4 separate regions of the Sus scrofa genome follow, and all the other regions are linked to region 1. Evidence: chromatin contacts called from public HiChIP or PLAC-seq and promoter capture Hi-C data. All regions are on one chromosome and are shown on one strand. Each heading gives the region's core, a stretch centred on a gene start, on an enhancer-like site or on the middle of the called end of the contact. The rest is flanking DNA. Distances are from core to core; before and after follow the strand shown. Region 1 holds the start of MCFD2 (multiple coagulation factor deficiency protein 2). Region 2 holds the start of MSH2 (mutS homolog 2). Region 3 holds the start of CRIPT (cysteine-rich PDZ-binding protein). Region 4 holds the start of RHOQ (rho-related GTP-binding protein RhoQ).

Region 1 (3,222 bases), core at 11-2,510:
TTGCTCAGTGGGTTAAGGATCAGGCATGAGGTGTGGTATAGGTTGAAGATGTGTCTCGTATCTGGCATTGCTGTGGTGTAGGCCAGTGGCTTCAGCTCCCATTGGACCCTAGCCTGGGGAACTCCATATGCCTCAGGTGTGGCCCTAAAAAGACTGAAAAAAAGAAAAAAAAAAAAAAGATTATGTATCTTTATGGGCACAAATGGGAGAAGGAATTTTAAAAATGACAGTCCTACATTCACTTACCCATCTGATCAATAACTATTCACTGAACAGTCTTGTATAGGAGAAAAGGTATAAGGGCAGAATCATATGGGGCTTATCTGTTTGTTTCCTTTGTTAGTGGGTCAGTTTTTTGGGAGTGCTTTTTCCTGTCTTGAATGATGACTGATTTCACAAACCGCACAGGTAAAGTGGTATTTGAACTGGGCTGCCCATAAAATCTTGGTGGGACTCATATACGAGTGAATGTGTATTGTAGAAGATGCAGCTTGCAGAATGGAGCAATCAGAGGCTGCACGTAGGCCAGTCTTGGAAACGAGGGATCCAAGGCCAGCTCCAGTGTTTTTGGCTGTTTCATCATGAGAAGAATTAAAATTCCTTACTGCTGACTAAAAGAAAAACGTACAACATAGAAGTTGTGAGTTAAAAGTTTTATTAAGGGAACTTACTGGGGACTATAGTGGAGGAGACAGCTTCTCGGCTCTGAGGATCTGCTCTCAAGAGGTAAGGAACAAGCTAGGATATATATGAACTCTTTTGAGGGGAAAGACATCTAGTCAAGCATCAAAAGATTGCTGCTAATCGCAAAGAACAGACATCTCAAATTAATGCTTTTAGTGTCATTCTATGAAAGAGAAGATGCAAGAATATGGGGTCAGTTGAGAATTTTCCTTAGAGATACAGCTTAACTGAAGCCAGTATATCTATAGTACAGAATGTTTCCTGTTTTTCTCCATTCTGAATTCCCCTCAGGGCACACGGTGGGTGGGCAAGTACAGTGGCTCATGGCTTGATCCTCGGCGAACAGGACTGGCAGGCAACATTTTTTCTTTATACTATTATACTTCCCAACTTGCAGTCAGAGGAATGCAGGGACCTGTAAATGTGGAGGTGGAACCAAAAGCCAGTTTTGGCGCCCACCCCGTCGCATTAGCCATCATTTCTCTCTGGGGGGCTTCCTGCATTGCCTAGCAACCTGTCAGGACTCTGGGGGTTCAGATAGCCCAACGCAGGTCCCCACCATCCTCACCCTCTGGAGGGTGGGCAGAAGAAATGCCTCCGCCTGACCTTTACCGGGCCACGGTCCGTTACACGTGGAATCGCCCCAGCGGCCCGCACTACACCAGCGGAGCAGGGGAGGGGCTTCACGGCGCCAATGGGCGGGCAGAAGGGGCGCGCGTGCGCACAGCGGACGGGGAGTGGGGCGGGGCCAGGGCCAGGGAAAAGAGTTCTGAGGACCGGGGCTGTCGAGGCTCACGCCGGGGTGCTTCGCTTTTGCGGAAAGCTGTTTGGCAGCTGGTGGCAGAGAGGGTGAGTGAACCACGGGACAGTCGTGATCTGGCTGCGGCCTGTGAGGCCTGTGACCCGACCTTGGAGGAGGAGATCCGTGGGGCGGGCCTCAGGGGTCCTCAGCAAGGCGCGATCCCGGCGTCCTTCAAGGATCCCGGGGCTTCGGGCTCAGGTTGGGAGACAGGAGCGGCCTGGCTGCGGGTCTCGGACCCGAGCCGCCTCGAGAAGATAGCTGACTAGGAGAAGAGCCTCTTCCCGGGGAGAAGCCGCAGGGGCGATAAGCCTAATGGGCGCGGCCAATCTGCCGTGACCTGCGCGCGCGGGCCTGAGTCTTTGCTCTCCGTCTGCCCCTGGTACTCCGTCTCCCTCCGGGGGAGACAAATAAACAGGTCCTGTTGGGCTGGCGAGCTTGGCCACGTTGTGCCAGGGGAGTGGGGGAGGCGGGGGAACTTTGTATTCCCCTCTTGTATTTTTTGTCTGGTATGGCACCGCCATCCACCTGATTGCACAAGCCGGAAACCTGGGCGTCCTTCTCGTCCGCTGCACCCTTTACCCATCCACATCGAATCCATCGCAAATCTCTGGATACACCCACTTCGTCACACCCAGTCCCTCTGCTCTAGCTGGTTCAGGCCACCATCATCTCTCCCCTGGACTTCCTTGGTAGCTTCCTGACTAGCTCCCTGTATCTCCTTTTTCCTCTGTAGTTTGTTATGTACTGGAAAGCCAGAGTGATGGTTTTAAAACACAAAAAAGTCACCAGACCTACTCACTCTTCCCTTACTGCCTTTCTGTGAATTCCCATTGCTCTTTCAAGCTCTTGGACGGGCTTATGAGACCCCTCATGACCTTTCCTCTTTTTGCTTTAGTCTGTCGCATCTATCTCCACTATACTGTGTTTTCAACCACATTGAACCATTTTTGGTTCTCAGATTGGACATTCTTTTGGGCTTAGGCTAGAAGGCTAAGACTTGTTATGTCATTCCCTCTGCCAGAGGTGTTGTCCTTTAATTGAAGAAATCCTCTTTCATGTATTAATCCAGGTGTGGATTGGGGCTTCTGTGGTATCCTACAGCTGACTTATTTACTCTCTCTTTTCCCACCAGGCTGAAATCTGTGGGACAGGAGCCAGTCTGGGTCACAGTCCTATCCTCAGAACCTGTCAGCACCAGGCTTCTAGTAAAGCGTGTTAATTAAATGTATAAGTGGAGTTCCTGTCATGGCTCAGTGGTTAACGAATCCGACTGGAAACCATGAGGTTGCGGGTTTGATCCCTGGCCTGGCTCAGTGGGTTAAGGATCCGGCGCTGCCATGAGCTGTGGTGTAGGGTCGCATGGGAACCTCCATATGCTGCGGGAGTGGCCCTAGAAAAGGCAAAAAGGCCCCCCCCCCAAAAAAAGATTAAATGTGTAAGTGAAGCATGGCAGCTCCCTGGGTCTCCAAATGAACAAGTAGATCAAGTTATTGAATGTCTGCTTTTTCAGAACCAGTAGTCAGCCCCCAACCCATGTAGAGGTTTCTTTGTCTAGGAACTTGGTTCCTTTCTTGCCTTCAGTCTAGCACCATGGCTGTTTTAAATGGGCAACTGTCAGCCAGAGTTTTTCTTTGGCATTGACTCTGAGCACACGATGTCTGGATGTTGGTGAGTGTGGCTGCTGTGGGTTCGAAGTTTTTCCTGAGGGCCCCAGCATGAGGGAAAAGTTGCTAACA
Region 2 (3,182 bases), core at 658-3,157, 460 kb before region 1:
GCCATGAACCGCGGTGTAGGTCACAAACAAGGCCTGGACCCTGTGTCACTGTGGCTGTGGTATAGGTCAGCAGCTGCAGCTCCAATATGACCCCTAGCCAGGGAACTTCCACAAGTCACAAGAGCAGCCCTTAAAAAAAAAAAAAAAAAAAAAACACAAAAATAAAAACGAAAAAATTAAGTGAAAGAAGTCATTCACAAAAGACCAATATTATAAGCAAATCTAGAGACAGAAAGCAGATTAGTGGTTGCCTGGGTTTAGAAGACAGGTGGAAAAGGGGAATTGACTGCCAATGGATACAGGGTTTCCTTCAGGACTCAAATGAAATTTAGCCTTCATATAATGCCTTTTTTTTTTTTTCTTTTGGCTTTTCTGGCCGCACCCTTGGCATATGGAAGTCCAAAGGCGAGGGGTGTAATGGGAACTACCGCTGCCGGCCGACGCCACAGCCACGCCAGATCCAAGCCACGTCTGCGACCTAGACCACAGTTCACAACACCAGATACTTAAACCGCTGAGCGAGGCCAGGGAACCAAACCTGGATCCTCACGGATACTAATGGGATTCGTTTCCCACTGCACCACAACAGGAACTCCCGCAGTTCCCGTCATGCCCAGTCATGGGCAATCCTGCCTCTATGCCTCTTCAGCAACTTGCTGTGGATCATCCTCCACAGTTCTTGACCTGGAATTGGAATTATTTCTGCCTTGCTCTCCACTAGGGGGAGCTCTGTGAAGGCGGGGATATGGTACTGCCTTTCCATCTAGGTACCCCTGGTGTCCATAACCCTGCCTGATACCGGCAGCACTCAATGAATGTCTACCTAATGAAAGAACATCTTTTGTCAGTAACATCCCATCTGCATGTGGCAGAGGCAGTACTATGTCTTATTCCTCCTAGAATGTTCATTCCATTATCACAACGCAGGCAGGGGAAAAAAAAGATTAACAAAAACATCGAGAACATCTAACTCACAGAGGCTGAGAAGTTTGTAGCTTTCCAGGGAGAGAGATGTTAGAAACATAAGGACGGGTCATGGAAGGCACTGAATGCCGAGAGGAAGCACAGACATACTGGACTAGCCCGAGGCCACACAGCTAGTAAGTGGAGGGGCCGCAACTTGACTCTAGGCAATCTGGCTCCAGGGTCCGAGGTCCTGACCACCTGGCGATACCGCCTATCAACAGCAGACACTACAGAACCCTGCGCTGAAGGGCGGTATAAACCACATTCGCCCAACAAGCAAAATCACGTTGGTGACATAAAACGGTCTTCCCAAACCCCTTCTATTCTAAATCTCACTCCTGGAATGGAATTTGTGATAAAGAGGTTTGGCGGCGGTGTGCGATGAGATTCCCCTGGGCCAAGGAGGGGCCCGGGCCGAGAAGCAGACACCCACGCCAGCTGCAGGAAAATTAAATAGAACAATGTGTTAAAACGCCTCGAAGCCTGGCAACCTAGTGATTGTTATAGTTCCCATTCAGGACAGCTGCAGAGGGGCAGACCCAGGGCAGACGGTGGGTGGCGCCCCACTCGACCAGGAGCAAGCGCAGTGCCCCACGAAGCGCCAAAGTCCCCGCCCCAGTGCCTCCCCACCTCCCACTTCCTGAAAGAAGCCCCCTCCGCGGGGTTCCCCCAGAGCCCATGCGGTCCGCGCCCTCACCTGCCGGCCCCATGAACTTGACCACCCCCTGGGTCTTGAACACCTCCCGGGCAGCTAGGAGTGCGTCCTCGCCGTGCGCGGTGTAGAAGTCGCCCCGGTCGAAAAGGCGCACCGTGGTGGTCGGCTTCTCAGGCATGCCCTGGAAGAAGCGCACGAAGCCGATCTCGGCTGCGCTCTCCAGCTGCAGTGTCTCCTTCGGCTGCACCGCCATTTCGGAATCTCTCTGCCAACAGCCTGAGGGAACTGCACGACCCCGCACCCACTAAGCTGTTTCCCGCCTCCCCTCCCTCGCCCCCCGTGCGGCGTCCAGCCTCTGCGGAGGTACCCAATCAGCATTCAGCGCTGTATTTCGGTGGGTGGGAGTGCGCCGTGACAGCCAATCATAATCGGACGCGGCCCAGCTTCCCGCGCACGCTGGTGACTCTGTCTACTGCGCATGCTTGAGCCTAGGTCGAGCGCCGACCCTGCCAGAAGCCCATCCTTTAAAGAGTTCAGTTCTCCGGGTTTTCTCCGTGCTTGAGCAAGGAACCAGGTGGAGAGATAACTAGATTAGAAGACCAGGTGGGACATTCTGGCAGGTTTTGAATATATTATCTGCCCCGGAAGCAAGAGCATGAAATCAGAAAGAAACTTGAAAACAAGGAAAACCTAGCCTTCCACTCTATCGGTATTTTTTTTAGACCTGTGCCCCTCTCTCCAATCGCGTCCCTTTTCCTTTTCAGGCAAAACTGCCTACATCAATATTAGAGGTTTCTTCTCCACAACCTCCCTACTGCTCCGTACTAGCCTAATTCTCATGTCGTCCGTTCCTTAATTGATTCATTCAATCAAAAACTTAAGACCTACTGTGTTCCAGACTTCTAGGATCTGAGGAAAGAAAAAAGCCACTGCCTTAGTTGAGCTTATATTCTAATGAATGGATTCAGATAATACACTAAGTAAACTTGCAGCAAGTAAACTGTTAGAAGATAACGTGTTTAGGTGAAAAATAAAAATGGATCAGTGTTTTTTGTTGTTGTTCTTTGTTTTTTAATGTTGAACAAAGACTTGGAGATCAGAATATGTCCTGCATAGTAAGCTGCCTTACAAAAGCTATTGCACTCTCCTGTTTGGCTCACCATCCACCCAGAAAAGCAGTCCCCAAACCCTGATTCAGCAGCACAATTACCCTGGGGGCTTTTCAGAGGCGTTCTGGGGCCCCGCCCACATATAATGGGTTGGAATTTTGGAAGATGGGGTCTTGAGATGTTTCAAGAAAGCTCCCTGGACGCTCTGGACCACTGGCCTGTTAAAATTCAAATAGCTTCAGAAGTAGAGGAAGTTTGAACCATTTGACTGCTGACTATATTTCCCACTCCCTGCAGTGCCCCCTGTTCTTACCCCAACTCTTTGATCTGGAGCAATCATCTTCCTTCCCTTTCAACACATGTGGCTCCAACACAGACTTGTCCCTCTGCTCTGGAAGGGCCCTGCCCTGCAGTCCCCCAGGTGTAATTGGTTCTGTTACCTTCTGGAGTAC
Region 3 (2,869 bases), core at 339-2,838, 300 kb after region 1:
ACTCTGTTAAGTCCACAGCTTTTGTCACATTCTCAAAGGGCTCCGAGAACAACAACAAAAGTTTAGCATTATTCAACTGAAAGTAAACAGTATGTTAAGAGCTGAAGTACTAAGATACATTCCATGGAGGAAGAAATAACCTTGACTAGGGAAATCCAGGAAAGCTTTGTGAAGAAGGCAGTAGAGAGGGTTTGTGGTAATGAGACCATGAAGAAAAAGGAGAAAGGAGGATGAAGGTAAACTGGATAAAGGACACATCCTGATAAAAGGCGTGGAGAACTCGAGGTACATGCAGTCAGGCAAAATAGTTTGGCTTGGCTGAACTGTAAAGATGGTAAGGGTTAGTGAAAATAAAGTTAAAAAGGTAAGATGTGGCCTCATTGTAGAGGGTCATCCTGAATGCCAGTCTCCAGATACAGAAATCCCAAATTATTCTCTGCACCTTGAGAATGTATTAAAGTAACTGTCATGGTCATTCTTTCACCTAATCTGAAAACTGTGATTCAAATTCTGTGTTCAAAGCTATAAGGCTTTATATACTGTGGGGGGGGGGTAAACGAAATGGATCAAGTTAATTAGATGATAATCAAACTGACGATAATCAAATTAAGAGGACATGTTTAGACTCAGGAAAACGGGAATAAGACTGCTCTTTTTAAATACACAACCAGTTTGTGGGAGCAAAAATATCAAATCTCAGAGGGTGGTATTAGAATTACTGGACGGCAACTAGAAGAAGGAAAGACCTTTCTAAAAGCCAGTAAAATCAACACGGACTGCTTCCAAGGTGGTGAGATTCTCCTACACACCGGCCACCATTCCTCAATACTCTGGGTATTCGTTCAAGGACCATTTAAGCACTCACAGCATGTGGAAGTTCCTGGGCCAGGTATGGAACCCTGCGCCAAAAGTTAGATTTAAATTTCAAATAAACAATGAATACTTTTTCAGTAGACAATGTCCTAAAAGTAAGTGCCTTGCTTTACAGCAGTAAGGAGCAGCAAACAGAGCCAAATCTCAAATATTGCATAGGACGCACACTAAAAATTATTCTTGGTTTACCTGAAATTCAAATTTAACTGGGCGTCCAGTACTTTTATTTGCTAAACCTAGCAACTCCAGTTGCTGTGGAAGCGACTTTTAAGATCCATTTCAACCTGAAGCTCTGAAATGAGGGAGCCAGTCAAGAAGCTCAGGGGTTGAACGAAAACAATGGAAACAGACAAGGAGGTGCAAAACAGACAAGGAGACCACCCTGAATGCAACAAACGGAGGACTATACGGTCGATGGAGAGGCAGGAATGGTCAAAGGGCAGGACAGAACAGAGGCTAGAATCAGAGACTTGTGGCCAAAGTAAAAACAAAGGAATAAAGTCCCGGGGAACTCCAGTTAGGTTGTCCCAGCCTTCTTCTCCCGCAGAAGAGTTTCCTTAACTCACATTTTTCGCACACCATCCTTTCGCGACGATTCCCTCAGTCGCAGTAGGATCGGGAGCTGGAAACCATCAACACCACAGCTGAGAAAACACTCCCCTTCCGGGTTATGAAAGTCCACTTCCGGATCCTCCGCCCCGCCTATTCTACACCTGGAAAGCCGCGGGAGGAATAAAGGAGAGCGGGAAGGCGGGGCTTCCTTCTTGGCCCACCTCTCCACTTCTGCGATTGGTTGTGAGGCCTTCGGTCTCCGCCCTGCTGGCCTGCGCCTGCGCGAGACTCAGGGCGGCGAGTTGCACCTGATGGTGGGAGGTAGTAGCCCTCCCGTTCTCTTCCGCGAGCGGGAGAGTTAGGTAAGCCCAGCCGGACGCTCCCGGCGCACGAGCCTCCAGCGGCTGCAAGCCACCCCCGCCAATTGCCCAACTGATCGGAAATCTCTGCTACCAATAGGCCCTTGCCCGCGGGCCCCTCGAGCGCCGCCCTTCCGGCGTGACCCAGGGGCTGCCCCGATGAACTGGCTCTTTTTCAGTTCCGACTTTCTGTGTTTGTCCCGCCGTTTCTCTTGGTCTTTACGCCTGTGCTCTTTGATTATGCTTCTCAGCTTGTCCCTTTCTGCCCACAGTCGGCTGGGGCTTGGGCAGAGTCCGCAGCGACCCAGTTTGGGATGGGGCTGGAGATTACGGTCCCACGATTCCCGCGAAGGCGCCTCCAGGAGCCTTTCAGAATGGCCCTCTCTTCCGCTGCAAGGCTTGAGGATCTGGGCCAGGTCAGACCACGGGCACCTGGGCAATAGCTGCCCCAGGGGGCACCTGGCGGAAGTCCTCCTGAGCTCTCCAAGGCCTAATATAAGGCTGGTTTCTCAGGAAGGGCAACTCTGCACCTACTCTTCGTTCATTCACTCATTCACGCAGCATTAAGTTTGTGTATTGCTCACTGTCTTATGTACAAATCTGCTCCTGTCAATTGGGATTTTGAGGGTGGCCCAGAAGAAGATAGGACCGGTGAGAAAGATTTCCTTTCTCCTTTCTTGCCATTCATACCTCCTAGTATATATCTATATCATCAAAAAGGTTAGCTAGGGTTTGAAATGGCTTTAGCACTTGGGACCTTGGTAGCTTGCAATGTTTACTAATCTCTGCTAGTCTTTTTCCTTATCAGTAATGTATTTTCTTTTGAAAAATATAGTGTGAATAAATGAGAGTGTTAGGATAAGGCCTGGATTTGCCCTTTTACCCTTTTATATATACGCACACGTACACATATATGTGTGTGTATATATATGGGGTTTTATTCTGGACTAGTCACCACAGTGTGACACGTGGACTCCTTACTTAACATTAGTCAATACTACATATAAGCTCTCTGTTAGATAATTTGTAAATACATGCATACATAAAATAGATATATAGAGATGGGAGAGAGAGAAAGTAAAATT
Region 4 (3,174 bases), core at 280-2,779, 390 kb after region 1:
TGATGCCATTTCCCACCAATCAGGCTCCTCTGGCGGGCAGACCACTCACCAATGAGGGACCAGACAAAGGCTGTGAGGGGAGACCTGGTCATCGGCAACTAAAAATAAGGGCGCTTCAGGATTGGCCACTGCCACTTTGCAACAGGAGTTGGGACCCACACGCCAGGCACCAGACAGAAGGCACACACAGGCAAAAACTTTCAGCCCAGGGGTTCACGTGGGGTGGGCTGGTCCCGATGTTGCCAAGGTTTTTTGTTTTTTGTTTTTTTTCCTTTTCCTAATTCGCTGACTTAAAAAATGAGATACTTGATCCAGAGGGAACCTCGCAGACACACCCTCGCTCCTAGACAGTTTCCAAGGCCCTTCGCAACCGTCTTGAATTGGGGAAAAGGAGGGGGGTGTCGGCCAGAAGCCCAGACACTCACCTGTCCGGCTGTGTCATAGAGTCCCAGGAGGTACTGCTTGCCCCCTACGGTGACGCTGACTGCAAGGGCAGAAGTGGGGGCGGGGAGAGAAGCTCACAATTATCTAGGCTCGGGGCGGTTTCGTTCCCCACCCGGACCCTCCTCTCCCAACCCAGCTGGAGGCACGCGGGCGCGCCTCCGGGGATGCCACCCCTTTTCCCCTGTGCCCGGCTCACCGGGAAGTGGCCTGAGGCCGGGGTGCGATGTGGCGCCCCAGCTGCCCAATCTCTTTTCCCAAGTCCCATAGCCACGTTTCCCTCACCCTCCTCCCCCAGGGCTTTGGGAAGTAAGGAAGGCGGCCCTAGGAAGGTCAACGAGGTCGGCCCGGGGCACAGAGGGGGTTAGGAAGTACTGGGCGTAGGGACGCCGCACAGAGGTCGGGGGTGAGAAGAGGGGTGGATCGGGCAGGCGGGGGGCTGCCAGAGGGAAAGCCTGGGGGTGGGGCCCGGCGCCCCGCGGAGGGCGCGGCGGGGGAGGGGCGGGGAGCGCGCGCAGGGGAGGCGGCTAGGGGGCTCAGCCAAAGTTGCTCCAAAGTTCCCGGCCCGGGGAGCGGCCCCTTAGTCAGCACTTCCGAGGCTTACCTGCGTAGTGGTCGAAGACGGTGGGCACGTACTCCTCCGGGAAGGCGTCGTTGGCATAGCTCATGAGTAGGCAAGTCTTGCCCACCGCCCCGTCGCCGACCACCACGCACTTGAGCATCAGCGCGCCGGGCCCGTGAGCCATGCTGCGGCCGGCCGGCCTCCGGGCATGGTCCCCCCGGAGCCCCCGCCCCGGCCCCGGGCTCAGCCCCAGCCCGCCTGGGGGGTCCGCCGCCGCCGCCGCCGCCGCTCCGCGCAGCAGGGCCGCCCCCCCGGCCCCATGCAGCGGCTCCCCCTGCCCGAGGGGAAGGGGCGGCGGGCCCGGGGCGCTGCCGCCGCCTCGGTCGCTGCCCGGATCCCCGCCCGGGCCCCGGTCGCTGCGCCTGCCCGCTGCCCCCGCTGTTCGGCGCCCGCGCCCTCTCCCCGGCCCGGCCTCCCCAGGAGGATCCGCTGGATCATAAGACTGGCCGGCCCCCGGGGAGACGGCAACTTTGGGGAGGGCAGCGGAGGGGAGGGGCCAGGAGGCTCTCCCCGCCCCGCGCCGGCCCAGGCCCCCTCCAGGCTCGGCCCGAGAGGAGGGCGGGCCCAGGCGCCTCCCCCGATCGCGGGCCACCCGCCCGGCGCCCCCGCCCGCCCGCCCGCGGGCTCCGGCGCCCCACGCCCAGCCTGCAGCCGCTGCTCGGCCCTGCGGGCTCACCCTAGCTTGACTCCCCGCGAGGGCTGCAGGGAGGGGGCGAGGAGGAGGAGCCGAGGAAGAGCGAGCGGGAGGAAGGTGAGGCTGGGGGAGGGGGCTGGAGACCAGCACTCGGGAGGAGCCGAGGGCTCCTCGCGAAAGTGCCGGCAGCTCTCAGAAGCGTCCAAAGCCCCCGATGCTGGGAGAAGACGTGGAGGCCTCCTGGGGAACCACGAAGACTGCTACGATGACGCAACAGTCCTGCAAAATTATACATATACATTTAAATTCCACCCGGAAGGCAGGATCCAGCCTATCGGCCTCTAAGTGCACAACAGAACTAGAAATCGGGAAGGAAGAAAGGCCAAGAGAGTTAAAAAAAAAAAAATTTTTTTTTTTTTTTTTTTTTTTTTAAGGCGCGCGGAGTGATGGGGCAGGGGTGGTGGTCCATGAGCTGGAAAGTGGGGACTTCTGGTTTATTGTTTGGTTCCCCCCTCCCACCACCACCAGCCTATGCTGTTCGCAGCAGAGCTTGAATCATTTACTATGAATCTGGTGACTAAGGGAGTTACAGCATCTTGAACCACAGATGCATTCCCCCCCTCCCCCTGATCCGTCAGAAAAGGGAGACTCCGAGACTGTGGAGGCGGCAGGTGTACCTGTGCTCCCCCTACAGGCGACATTCTCTGAGGCCCCTTTATGGTCCCCGTGTCCCTCGAAGGTATTAGGTTGTGGTCCCTGAGGAGTGATACACTCTAGAGCTCTAAGATGTGGCTTATGATCCAAGCGACATCTCCTATCCTCCTGCCTGGGAGAAGCTTTATAACACCCGTCTGGCCAGGTCCCATTCACTGGCCAACAATGCTCCTTCTAACTTTAGGCCCTGGGGGAGAGGGGTGGGGGAAAGAGGATACCCCACACGTTGACACCACGCCCCCCCTTCCCTTCAAGTGCTGACTTGAGTTCAATCGATTCCTTTCATCTCTTCGCAGGATCAGAAAATGCTATTCTGAGAGGCACTGCCGAGGTCAGCTGGACCATCTCTTATATCTCCCTAAGATTGTAGGTAAGCGAATTGAGACACACAGAGGTGAAGTGGTTAGTTATCGCAAAGCCTCCTCCTTGAATTCTAGCATTCAAGGACTTGGAACACACCTTGGGAAATGCTCAGTTGTGTGCTCATGCCACACTTCCCAGGCCTCAACTCTCAACCCCAAATCCGATTTCCACTGTCCTGGAAGATTTCCTGGATTATTGAAAGTTCCTCGTGGGGTCCCACTGAAAGTCTCACCAGGCCCCTCCATTTGTGTCTGAGTGTGGGTATTTATATTGCCAAACGCTTTAGATTATGCAATGACTCTGGAAGATACTCTGTGTGTGCGGAATGACAAGTTAAGGAAGGCAGTTCAGTGCCTTGAAGTTGGATCTTGGTTCAAGGCCAGTCTCCAGTCACTGCCAC

Evidence for each region. Promoter capture Hi-C pulls out the DNA fragments that hold promoters and counts their contacts. HiChIP or PLAC-seq counts read pairs in DNA pulled down with a chosen protein or histone mark.
Region 2: a contact with region 1 is called in an H3K27ac HiChIP or PLAC-seq map of alveolar macrophages. The contact joins the promoter of MSH2 here to the promoter of MCFD2 in region 1. A contact is called at or near these places in 2 of 5 promoter capture datasets (fetal liver and liver) and 2 of 2 datasets of contacts at active chromatin or transcription factors (alveolar macrophages and skeletal muscle).
Region 3: a promoter capture Hi-C map of liver shows a contact between it and region 1, with 4 times the contacts expected there. The contact joins the promoter of CRIPT here to the promoter of MCFD2 in region 1. A contact is called at or near these places in 2 of 5 promoter capture datasets (fetal liver and liver), 1 of 47 Hi-C or Micro-C datasets (liver) and 2 of 2 datasets of contacts at active chromatin or transcription factors (alveolar macrophages and skeletal muscle).
Region 4: an H3K27ac HiChIP or PLAC-seq map of alveolar macrophages shows a contact between it and region 1. The contact joins the promoter of RHOQ here to the promoter of MCFD2 in region 1. A contact is called at or near these places in 2 of 2 datasets of contacts at active chromatin or transcription factors (alveolar macrophages and skeletal muscle).

What each region holds. Positions count from the first base shown.
Region 1 is chr3:93,619,661-93,622,882 of Sscrofa11.1, forward strand. MCFD2 (multiple coagulation factor deficiency protein 2) reads left to right here and starts at 1,261. Exons shown (of 4, transcript XM_021087556.1): 1 at 1,261-1,533. The coding sequence starts at 1,276.
Region 2 is chr3:93,161,649-93,164,830 of Sscrofa11.1, forward strand. It overlaps MSH2 (mutS homolog 2), which reads right to left and starts at 1,908. Exons shown (of 16, transcript NM_001195357.1): 1 at 1,664-1,908. The coding sequence starts at 1,874.
Region 3 is chr3:93,924,328-93,927,196 of Sscrofa11.1, forward strand. It overlaps CRIPT (cysteine-rich PDZ-binding protein), which reads right to left and starts at 1,589. Exons shown (of 6, transcript XR_002342732.1): 1 at 1,440-1,589. It overlaps PIGF (phosphatidylinositol-glycan biosynthesis class F protein), which reads left to right and starts at 1,559. Exons shown (of 6, transcript XM_003125167.6): 1 at 1,559-1,787. It also overlaps a transcript of SOCS5 not described here.
Region 4 is chr3:94,011,131-94,014,304 of Sscrofa11.1, forward strand. It overlaps RHOQ (rho-related GTP-binding protein RhoQ), which reads right to left and starts at 1,530. Exons shown (of 5, transcript XM_005662574.3): 1 at 1,046-1,530; 2 at 426-484. The coding sequence starts at 1,187. ATP6V1E2 (V-type proton ATPase subunit E 2) reads left to right here and starts at 1,122. Exons shown (of 5, transcript XR_002342728.1): 1 at 1,122-1,814; 2 at 2,708-2,781.